Linked DNA regions of Mus musculus: region 1 is linked to region 2. The links are chromatin contacts, called in public HiChIP or PLAC-seq maps. All regions are on one chromosome and are shown on one strand. Each heading gives the region's core, a stretch centred on a gene start, on an enhancer-like site or on the middle of the called end of the contact. The rest is flanking DNA. Distances are from core to core; before and after follow the strand shown.

Evidence for each region. HiChIP or PLAC-seq counts read pairs in DNA pulled down with a chosen protein or histone mark.
Region 1: an H3K4me3 HiChIP or PLAC-seq map of fetal liver shows a contact between it and region 2, with 2.4 times the contacts expected there. The contact joins the enhancer-like site here to the promoter of Ppp2r1b in region 2. A contact is called at or near these places in 1 of 484 Hi-C or Micro-C datasets (bone marrow-derived dendritic cells), 2 of 115 datasets of contacts at active chromatin or transcription factors (bone marrow-derived macrophages and fetal liver) and 3 of 9 other capture datasets (adipose tissue, liver and pancreatic islet).

The regions. Positions count from the first base shown.
Region 1 is chr9:50,923,499-50,927,845 of GRCm38.p6, forward strand. All of the region lies in intron 4 of Sik2 (salt inducible kinase 2), which reads right to left. Among named protein-coding and RNA genes, the nearest start is that of Gm25558, 38 kb to the left of the region's middle. Within about 2 kb of position 1,268, at least 15 of the 459 cell types and tissues checked have an H3K27ac peak or open chromatin away from gene starts, as enhancers often do. A contact at or near this core is called in fetal liver, where this site is marked.
Region 2 is chr9:50,855,355-50,859,551 of GRCm38.p6, forward strand. Ppp2r1b (protein phosphatase 2, regulatory subunit A, beta) reads left to right here and starts at 1,570. Exons shown (of 15, transcript NM_028614.3): 1 at 1,570-1,744; 2 at 2,482-2,572; 3 at 3,497-3,597. The coding sequence starts at 1,631.

The sequences.
Region 1 (4,347 bases), core at 18-2,517, 68 kb after region 2:
CACATGCACACCACACACACACACACATGCACACCACACACACACATGCACACCACACACACACAAACATGCACACCACACACACACACACACACACGCACACACACACACCACACACATGCACACCACACACACACACACACATGCACACCACACACACACACACACACATGCACACCACACACACACACACGCACACCACACACACACACACACACCACACACACACACACACCACACACACACCACACACATGCACACCACACACACACACACACACACCACACACATGCACACCACACACACACACACACATGCACACCACACACACACACACGCACACCACATACACACACGCACATGCACACCACACACACACACACACACACATGCACACACACACACACACATCAATGTGATTTTAAAAATTAAAAATAATTCTCTTGCTGAGAAGCAGACTGTTTGAGGGTTAAATTTCATCTTTCTTTTTTGTTTTTTTTTTTGTTTTTTTTTTTTTGGTTTTTCGAGATAGGGGTTTTCTGTATAAATTTCGTCTTTCTTAAATGATCAATAGAATTAGGCTATCCAGCCTGATGAAAGGGTACACATTTGTAATTATCATAAATAGGAGTGAGGAAGACAATCACAAGGAAATAAATGTTGACAAATAAAAGGTAGGAGTGTGACAGGAACTCAGCTGACTCATCATACAGACTGCAACCCCATTAGCCAATACTGACTACAATGTATAGTTTGCTGCTCATCAGCGAGAAAAAGCCTCATTTATCTCCAATCATCAGTTACTGTCTGACAGGAAGGCACCAAAGCTAGGATGAAACATTATCCTCAGACCAGTGTGAACCATTTAGAACCATCTAACTGTGCCCAATCAGGGAATCTAAGATCCAAGAAACAAAGAAATGATAATCCTTAGCTTCATGGAGAAAGGGTGGGAAGAACAACATCAATGAAGACCTATGCAGGTTTGATGAACTGAGCCTGCAAAGCAGGACTGATAAATGGGTGTGTCATCCTGCTTGCACTGCAAGGCTATCTTCCCATTACTATGATACCTGTGGCAGGAAGATAGTGGGATAATGAAAGGAAGAAGGTCAACAAGTATCTTTTAATAAATCCCCTTTTCATCTCCATTCTTTCTCATTTGTAGGACAGAAGACTGAAACTGTACCCATGGAAACCTTATCTCAAGGCCTTCTAGTAAGTAAATGGAAAGCTGTAGAAGCAGTGGCAGAGGTGATAAGCCACCAAACAAGTCAGAAAAGAAACCTTCCTTCCTTCTGAGCTCAGATAAGTGACATGACACACAGGTCACACTAAGCTAGCTAACTTGACATTACTAATTACACTTAAGGTTTTGCTCAGGGGAGATGTAACCAGACAGGTAATTTCAATGATGCACCCCCTTGCTCCTTTACTATCTGCCTCAGTAAGGCTTTAAAGCCAGGTGACTTTTTGGTTTATTTGTTTTATTTTTATTTTTATGTTTTTAAAGGTTTTTTTTATTAGGTATTTTCCTCATTTACATTTCCAATGCTATCCCAAAAGTCCCCACCCTCCCCCCCACGCCCCTACCCACCCACTCCCACTTTTTGGCCCTGGCGTTCCCCTGTACTGGGGCATATAAAGTTTGCAAGTCCCATGGGCCTCTCTTTCCAGTGATGGCCGACTAGGCCATCTTTTGATACATATGCAGCTAGAGTCAAGAGCTCCGGGGTACTGGTTAGTTCATAATGTTGTTCCCCCTATAGGGTTGCAGATCCCTTTAGCTCCTTGGGTATTTTCTCTAGCTCCTCCATTGGGGGCCCTGTGATTCATCCAATAGCTGACTGTGAGCATCCACTTCTGTGTTTGCCAGGCCCCGGCGTAGTCTCACTAGAAACAGCTATATCAGGGTCCTATCAGCAAAATCTTGCTAGTGTATGCAATGGTGTCAGCGTTTGGACACTGATTATGGGATGGATCCCTGGATATGGCAGTCTCTAGATGGTCCATCCTTTTGTCTCAGCTCCAAACTTTGTCTCTGTAATTCCTTCCATGGGTGTTTTGTTCCCAATTCTAAGGAGGGGCAAAGTGTCCACACTTTGGTCTTCGTTCTTCTTGAGTTTCATGTGTTTTGCAAATTGTAACTTATATCTTGGGTATTCTAAGTTTCTGGGCTAATATCCACTTATCAGTGAGTACATATCATGTGAGTTCTTTTGTGATTGGGTTACCTCACTCAGGATGATGCCCTCCAGGTCCAACCATTTGCCTAGGAAGGTTTGTTTGTTTTAATGTGCTGAAGGAGGTTAGTTGATTATCAAAGTTTTACAGCTTTGTTTCAATGGAGCAATTATGCATTGAACATAAGTAGCAGTCACCTTTTATTAAGTATTTACATGGTGCCAAGAGACTTAACTAACAATAATTTACAAACACTTGAACAGGACCAAGTACCAGGCGCAGTTTTAAGTACTCTGCAAATATTAATTCATGTAACAGCCACTATGTGATAAGAGTCTGTGCCATTCCCCCTTTCCAGATAAGGAAACCGAGAACAGGAAGGCGAGACAATGTCTCCAAGGTCAGTAAGCTAGTAAGGATTCATTCCCCAGCAGCCTACTTCTCACCTACTACACTGTATTGCCTCCTCGTCTAAATAATCATCAACCTCTACACACTGTCCCTGAAAAACACAATCATGCCTAAGCAAGCCATCAGGAGCTCTGACTGGAGAGGTCAGTCTACCCAAGCGGGCAGATGCAATGGCATCAGCAGAGCCTGTATCTGCTCTGCCTACTCAGACTCAGCACTGCACATGGAGTCTTGTTTGGATTGTGGTAATTTTTCTTTCTTAAAAAAGGATTTGTTTTATTATTTTTAAATATTGTACATATTTGTATATGTGTATTGTGCATATGGTGCCTGCAGAGTCTAAAAGAGGATGCTAGGTCCTTTGGAGCTGAAGTTATAGGTAGCTGTGAGTTGTCTGGCATGGGTACTGGGTGTGTTTTGCTGCTGAGCCATCTCTCCAGTTCTGAGTTATAGTTATTTTCTGAAAACCTGAAGTTATATTGGAATCATCAGGTATTTACTATATAACTTTCAAGATGTGAAAGCTGGAGACTAAAACTAAACGTAACTTAATGCATAATGGTCATTCTAAGTAAAATGGTCAAGATGGTGAGGAGCCAATGCTGCGGGGATGGGCGTGGGATCCTGGAGAGCCGTGCTGCCTTGTTTCAGCTTTTCCCCAGGATGCCCCAAGCTACTAGTTCACGAAAGGGAGGCCTTAGGATTGAGACAACTTGAACACAGCCTGCAGGTACAGCCATGGCTCTGCACTGTTGCTAAAATAATATGCTAAAATTAATTTCAGAAGCCAGGCATGGTGGTGCACACCTTTAATCCCAGCACTCGGGAGGCAGAGGCAGGCAGATTTCTGAGTTCGAGGCCAGCCTGGTCTACAAAGTGAGTTCCAGGACAGCCAGGGCTACACAGAGAAACCCTGTCTCGAAAAACCAAAAAAAAAAAAAAAAATTTCAGAGCCACGCTTCTGTAATTATGAAAACTATCCATGATTTATCTATTTCTGTCTTTTAAATATAGATACATTTTAAATGAAAACATGATTTTGATTTGTCCTTTTAATTTCAAGGTAAGTGGCTTAAAAAGTTCACTTTTATCAAATTATAGAAATCTTAATAAGCAAAAGCAGCAGGGAAGTTAATAAATTGAGGGATTTTTTTTGTTTTGTTTTTTTTTGTTTTTTTTGAGACAGGGTTTCTCTGTGTAGTCCTGGCTGTCCTGGAACTCACTCTGTAGACCAGGCTGGCCTCGAACTCAGAAATCTGCCTGCCTGTGCCTCCTGAGTGCTGGGATTAAAGGCGTGTGCCACCACTGCCTGGCCAATAATAATTTTGTCTTTTTTTTTCTTTTGATTTTTCTTTACATGGAGTTTCGCCTGTCCTGTGCTAGGTCTCTATAAAATCAAGATTTCTGAGATATTAAAAAAATACATCCTTAAAGGTAAGCAGAGCCATCAAAAGTTATCAGATCTTCTGATAAAGAACAACTATTTGGTGGGGGATCATTTAAAAGACAAGCTTCTAACCTGGCCTGTACTTTCTGATCCACCAAGCTCCTGCCAATGGTAGAGTAGTGCATCTCTTAGCCCTCACTAGAGAAGCTTCTTTTTACAACAGTGAGAAATGCAGAGATCACACCTGGCCAATATGCAGAGGGTGAGAGACTGTTGTAGGTGTCCAGCCTTAAAAGGGACAGCTATACCATGCCCACTCCCTCCAAGCTCAAGGATCACCCTGGAAAGGAGGGGAGACTATAAGA
Region 2 (4,197 bases), core at 320-2,819:
CCCTCTGTCTTCCATTTTGTGCATAAAAACATATTTTTCATTTAGCTTCCACCTCTGTTCATTTCTTAGGAGCCCAGAACAATGAAAGCTGTGCTGAAACTCACGCAAATACGGGTGCTGAAATCCTGTGCAGGGCTGATTCAGGTAGTCCCTGGGGGCCAGCTAGATGGCTCAGTGGATAAAGGCATGTGTCACCAAACCTGACAACCAGAGTTCAGTTACTGGAACCCACTTGGTAGAAGTAGATAACCCACTCCGCAAGCTGTCCTCTGACTACACTTGTTCAGTGGCTCATGTGTGTACATACCACACATATACACAGTTTTTGTAATTAAAAAAGATAGCCACCCCAGCAGTCCAGACCATGCCTTAAGTAAGTGAATCTAAAAATTATCAAAATAAAACGAGAGTCTTCAAGCATTCATTCGTGGACAGAAGTTGAAAAAACAAAAACCGCAAACTGAAGTCTGTTGGTTCTCAAGCTTTGACTATGAAAGGCTATCTCCTAGTAGGCATCCCATGCTTTAAAAAGAAAAAAAAAAAAACTTACCTCCTAAGTTGCATTTATTAATGACAATTTCCTTAAGGCACAAAATAGTGTCATCTGAGAACTTGTGACAGAGCTACCAATCTAAGTTGCTTATATCTAAGTCGAAAGGAGAGATAGTTACTTTGTGCCATTCCATAGGGCAAGTGGAACATTTTCCATTAAGTTCTGTGTAAAAAGGCCCAGGCCCACCTCCTCCTGGAGTCCTTTAGGGGGACTCCTGGAGGTCTAGGGAGGCCAGTTTACACCCGCACCGAACTGGGGTGAGTAAAACTGGGCCCAGTTATGTTAGGTTGTTGTGCTTCTTGGTAAAGAAGGAAAAAAAAAGAGAAGACAATACAACAGAAGGCGCCATTCCAGTACCACACTGAAAAGAAACACAAAAACAAGAGAGCAGCATGTTTTGAACAGCTTGCGTGGAAAAAATATTGACTGGGGAGTTTGGACAGCACTGTTCATTTTCTCTCACCGCCCTCATTATTTGTCTTAAGGAGCAGGAGCCAGCCACGATTTTGGCAAACAGGCCAGAGGAAGGTGTGTGTGTGTGTGTGTGTGTGTGTGTGTGTGTGTGTGTGCGCGCGCGCGCGCGTGTAGAGGCTTGTCGCCCAAGGGGAAATTAAGACCAAGACCCAGTGGCTCAGGGCCAGCATGAAGCCTGGGGGTGGGGGTGGAGGTTGGGGTGGAGGGGGAGGTGTTAAAGCTTCTTCCTCCTGGCCTGTCTCTGAGTTCTACTTGAGGCTCGGCATCCATCATTAAGGCCCGTCTCCTTCAGAGCACAGCAAGGAGACGATGAATCCCTGCCCTTGTTTCTTTCGGCTGGGGAAAGGATGCAGGGGTTCCATTGGTTTTTTCGGCCCGCCCTTCTTCTGGAGTTCAGACCTCCAGTTCCAGCAATGGGGGTCAGGCCGGAGCCTCCACGCGCAGGGAAAAAACTTGATTCCATCAGTTCCTCGGAGCCGGCTGATTGGATTTAGCCCCGCCTGTTTGTGTGTGGGGCGTGGCCTGAGCGCGGGGCGTGGCCTGAGCGCGGGGCGTGGTCTGGGCACGGGGCCTTCGGCGGCGACCAGCCAGAGGAGGAAGAACATGGCGGGCGCAGCAGGGCCAGGGTCCGGTCCGGGGGCAGCGGGTGGAGATGGAGACGATTCGCTCTACCCGATCGCGGTTTTAATCGACGAGCTCCGCAATGAGGACGTGCAGGTACTAGGCTGGGCTGGGGAGCCGAGGCGAGGGCGGAAGCGCACATGGTAGGGAAGCGGAAAGGCCGGCTCAGCCCTGGGGGCGACCCCCGGGGTGGCAGAGTCGTATTCAGCCCCGGGACGGAGGCGTGGGGCGGCGGGTGCGCGGTGGTCCGTCTCAGCTCCGCTGCCCTCCTCCGACCCTCTGGGGTGGTGGCGTCCATCTGCTCCCGGCAGTGGGCGGGGAACCGGTTCGCACCTCGGGTGGACCAGCGCAGGCGGGCTGCGGGGCCGCCGGGAGCGGAGGAGCGGCCCCCGGCCCCCGTTCCCTTTGAAGTGATGCGGAGTGTCCGTCCCCGGGCAAACTAGCTGGGCTGGTTGGGTGGAAAGAGCGCGGCGGCTGATTAACCCAGATGAGTGGTGCATCAGTTGTGATAGAACTTTTCCCTGAAAAGGGAGGAGTTGTGCTTAACCGTTTCTTTCACCCACTTCTCTCCATCCAGAGTTCTCTCTTTTCAGACCCTCTCATTGTCCGCGTGTTTTCATTCATTCGTTTCTTCCCCGGCCCTTCAGTGTTCTCCCTAAGATAGCTTCTGGCTAATGACGTGTTAAACGGTCCTTGAGTTTTCCTAGGATTAAGATCTAAGTGAAAGGCTCATTCATCATTATACTGTGTCCCAGTATCTCACCTATTTGCTTCTTTGACCAGAATTGCAATCATCTCTTTGCTTTGTTCTCCCTCCCACTTTGTTTTTAAAGCTCCGTCTCAACAGTATTAAGAAGTTATCAACTATAGCTCTAGCACTCGGGGTAGAAAGGACTCGAACGGAACTGCTGCCTTTCCTTACAGGTTTGTGTCCCTTGAAAGATACACGCTCCATTTCTATTGGCTTTTAAACTATTTTTATTTAATTTTCTTAGTTTGTTACCTAGAGTAGCGATAAGTACTAGACTGAGCCTTGCCTTCTGCAAGGTGTATAGAAATGCTACATATAGTCAGACATACTCAAACATAAACCGTGTAGCTAGTGGGAAGGTGATTGATGTGAAATATGGATTTCTTTGTAAATGATTTATTTTATATGCATTGGTGTTTTGCCTGCATGTGAAAGTGACAGATCCCCTGGAACTGGAGTTATAGGCAGTTGTTAAGTTGCCATGTGGGTGCTGGGCATTGAACGCTGCTTCTCTGGAAGAGCAGCCAGTGCCCTTAACCACTGAGCCATCTCTCCAGCTCCAGGATGTGAGTTTCTTAATAATTGTGTGAAACATTCAGGAAGACTTGTGGTAGTCATCTATAAGATGGAACACAGCTCCAATATAGCTCCAATATAGGAGCTAGAGAAAGCACCCAAGGAGCTGAAGGGGTCTGCAGCCCTATAGGTGGAACAACAATATGAACTAACCAGTACCCCCGGAGCTCGTGTCTCTAGCTGCATATGTAGCAGAAGATGGCCTAGTCGGCCATCACTGGGAAGAGAGGCCCCTTGATCTTGCAAACTTTATATGCCCCAGTACAGGGGAACGCCAGGGCCAAGAAGTGGGAGTGGGTGGGTAGGGGAGCAGGGCGGGGGTGGGGGGTATAGGGAACTTTCGGGATAGCATTTGAAATTTGAAATGTATATAAAGAAAATATCTAATAAAAAAACTGACAAAAAAAGACTTGTGATTTAGAGAGGGATGAAAATGCTTTTAGGATTCTAGTTGCAACCGCTCTGTGAGAGCCAGCGCAGTGGCCCTTGCCCCTGTGGTAACCAGCTGTTGTTGTTTTCAGATACTATTTATGATGAAGATGAGGTGCTGTTAGCTCTCGCCGAGCAGCTGGGAAATTTCACTGGTTTGGTGGGCGGTCCTGACTTTGCCCACTGTCTGCTGGTGAGTACTTTTCTATCGTCTATGCTCCTTCTAGAACTTTGTAGGATCAACAGTGCCTTTATTAACTGGTGATAGGCACATTGCAGCATTTTATGCAGACTTCTTATGGGCAGATGACAATAATAATACTAACAAGACTTAGATCTTACCAGCCGAATGTAAGCTTGTTTCTGCCTCTATAGACTTATTATTTCAGAGATGCGGAGGGAAAGAACTTGATTTGGTTCCCCTTTTTCTTTTGTTTGTAATTTTTTTTATTAGATATTTTCTTTATATACATTTCTAATGCTATCCCGAAAGTTCCCTATAACCACCCTGCTCCCCTGCTCCCTTCCTCCCCACTCCTGCTTCTTGGCCCTGGCATTGTTTGTATTTTTTGAGGCAAGGTCTTGTTTTGTAGCCTTGGTTCTATATAGAACAGGCTAGCTTTGAACTCATAGAGATCCTCCTGCCTCTGCCTCCAGAGTGCTGAGATTAAAGGTATGCATCACTATGCAGATGAACTAGACCTTAAAGGATGACTAGAAGCTGACCAGCTGACAAGGCAGGGCTGTCTGTTTAGGGGTTTAAGCACTGTGTATTCAATGCTGGCTCCCATGG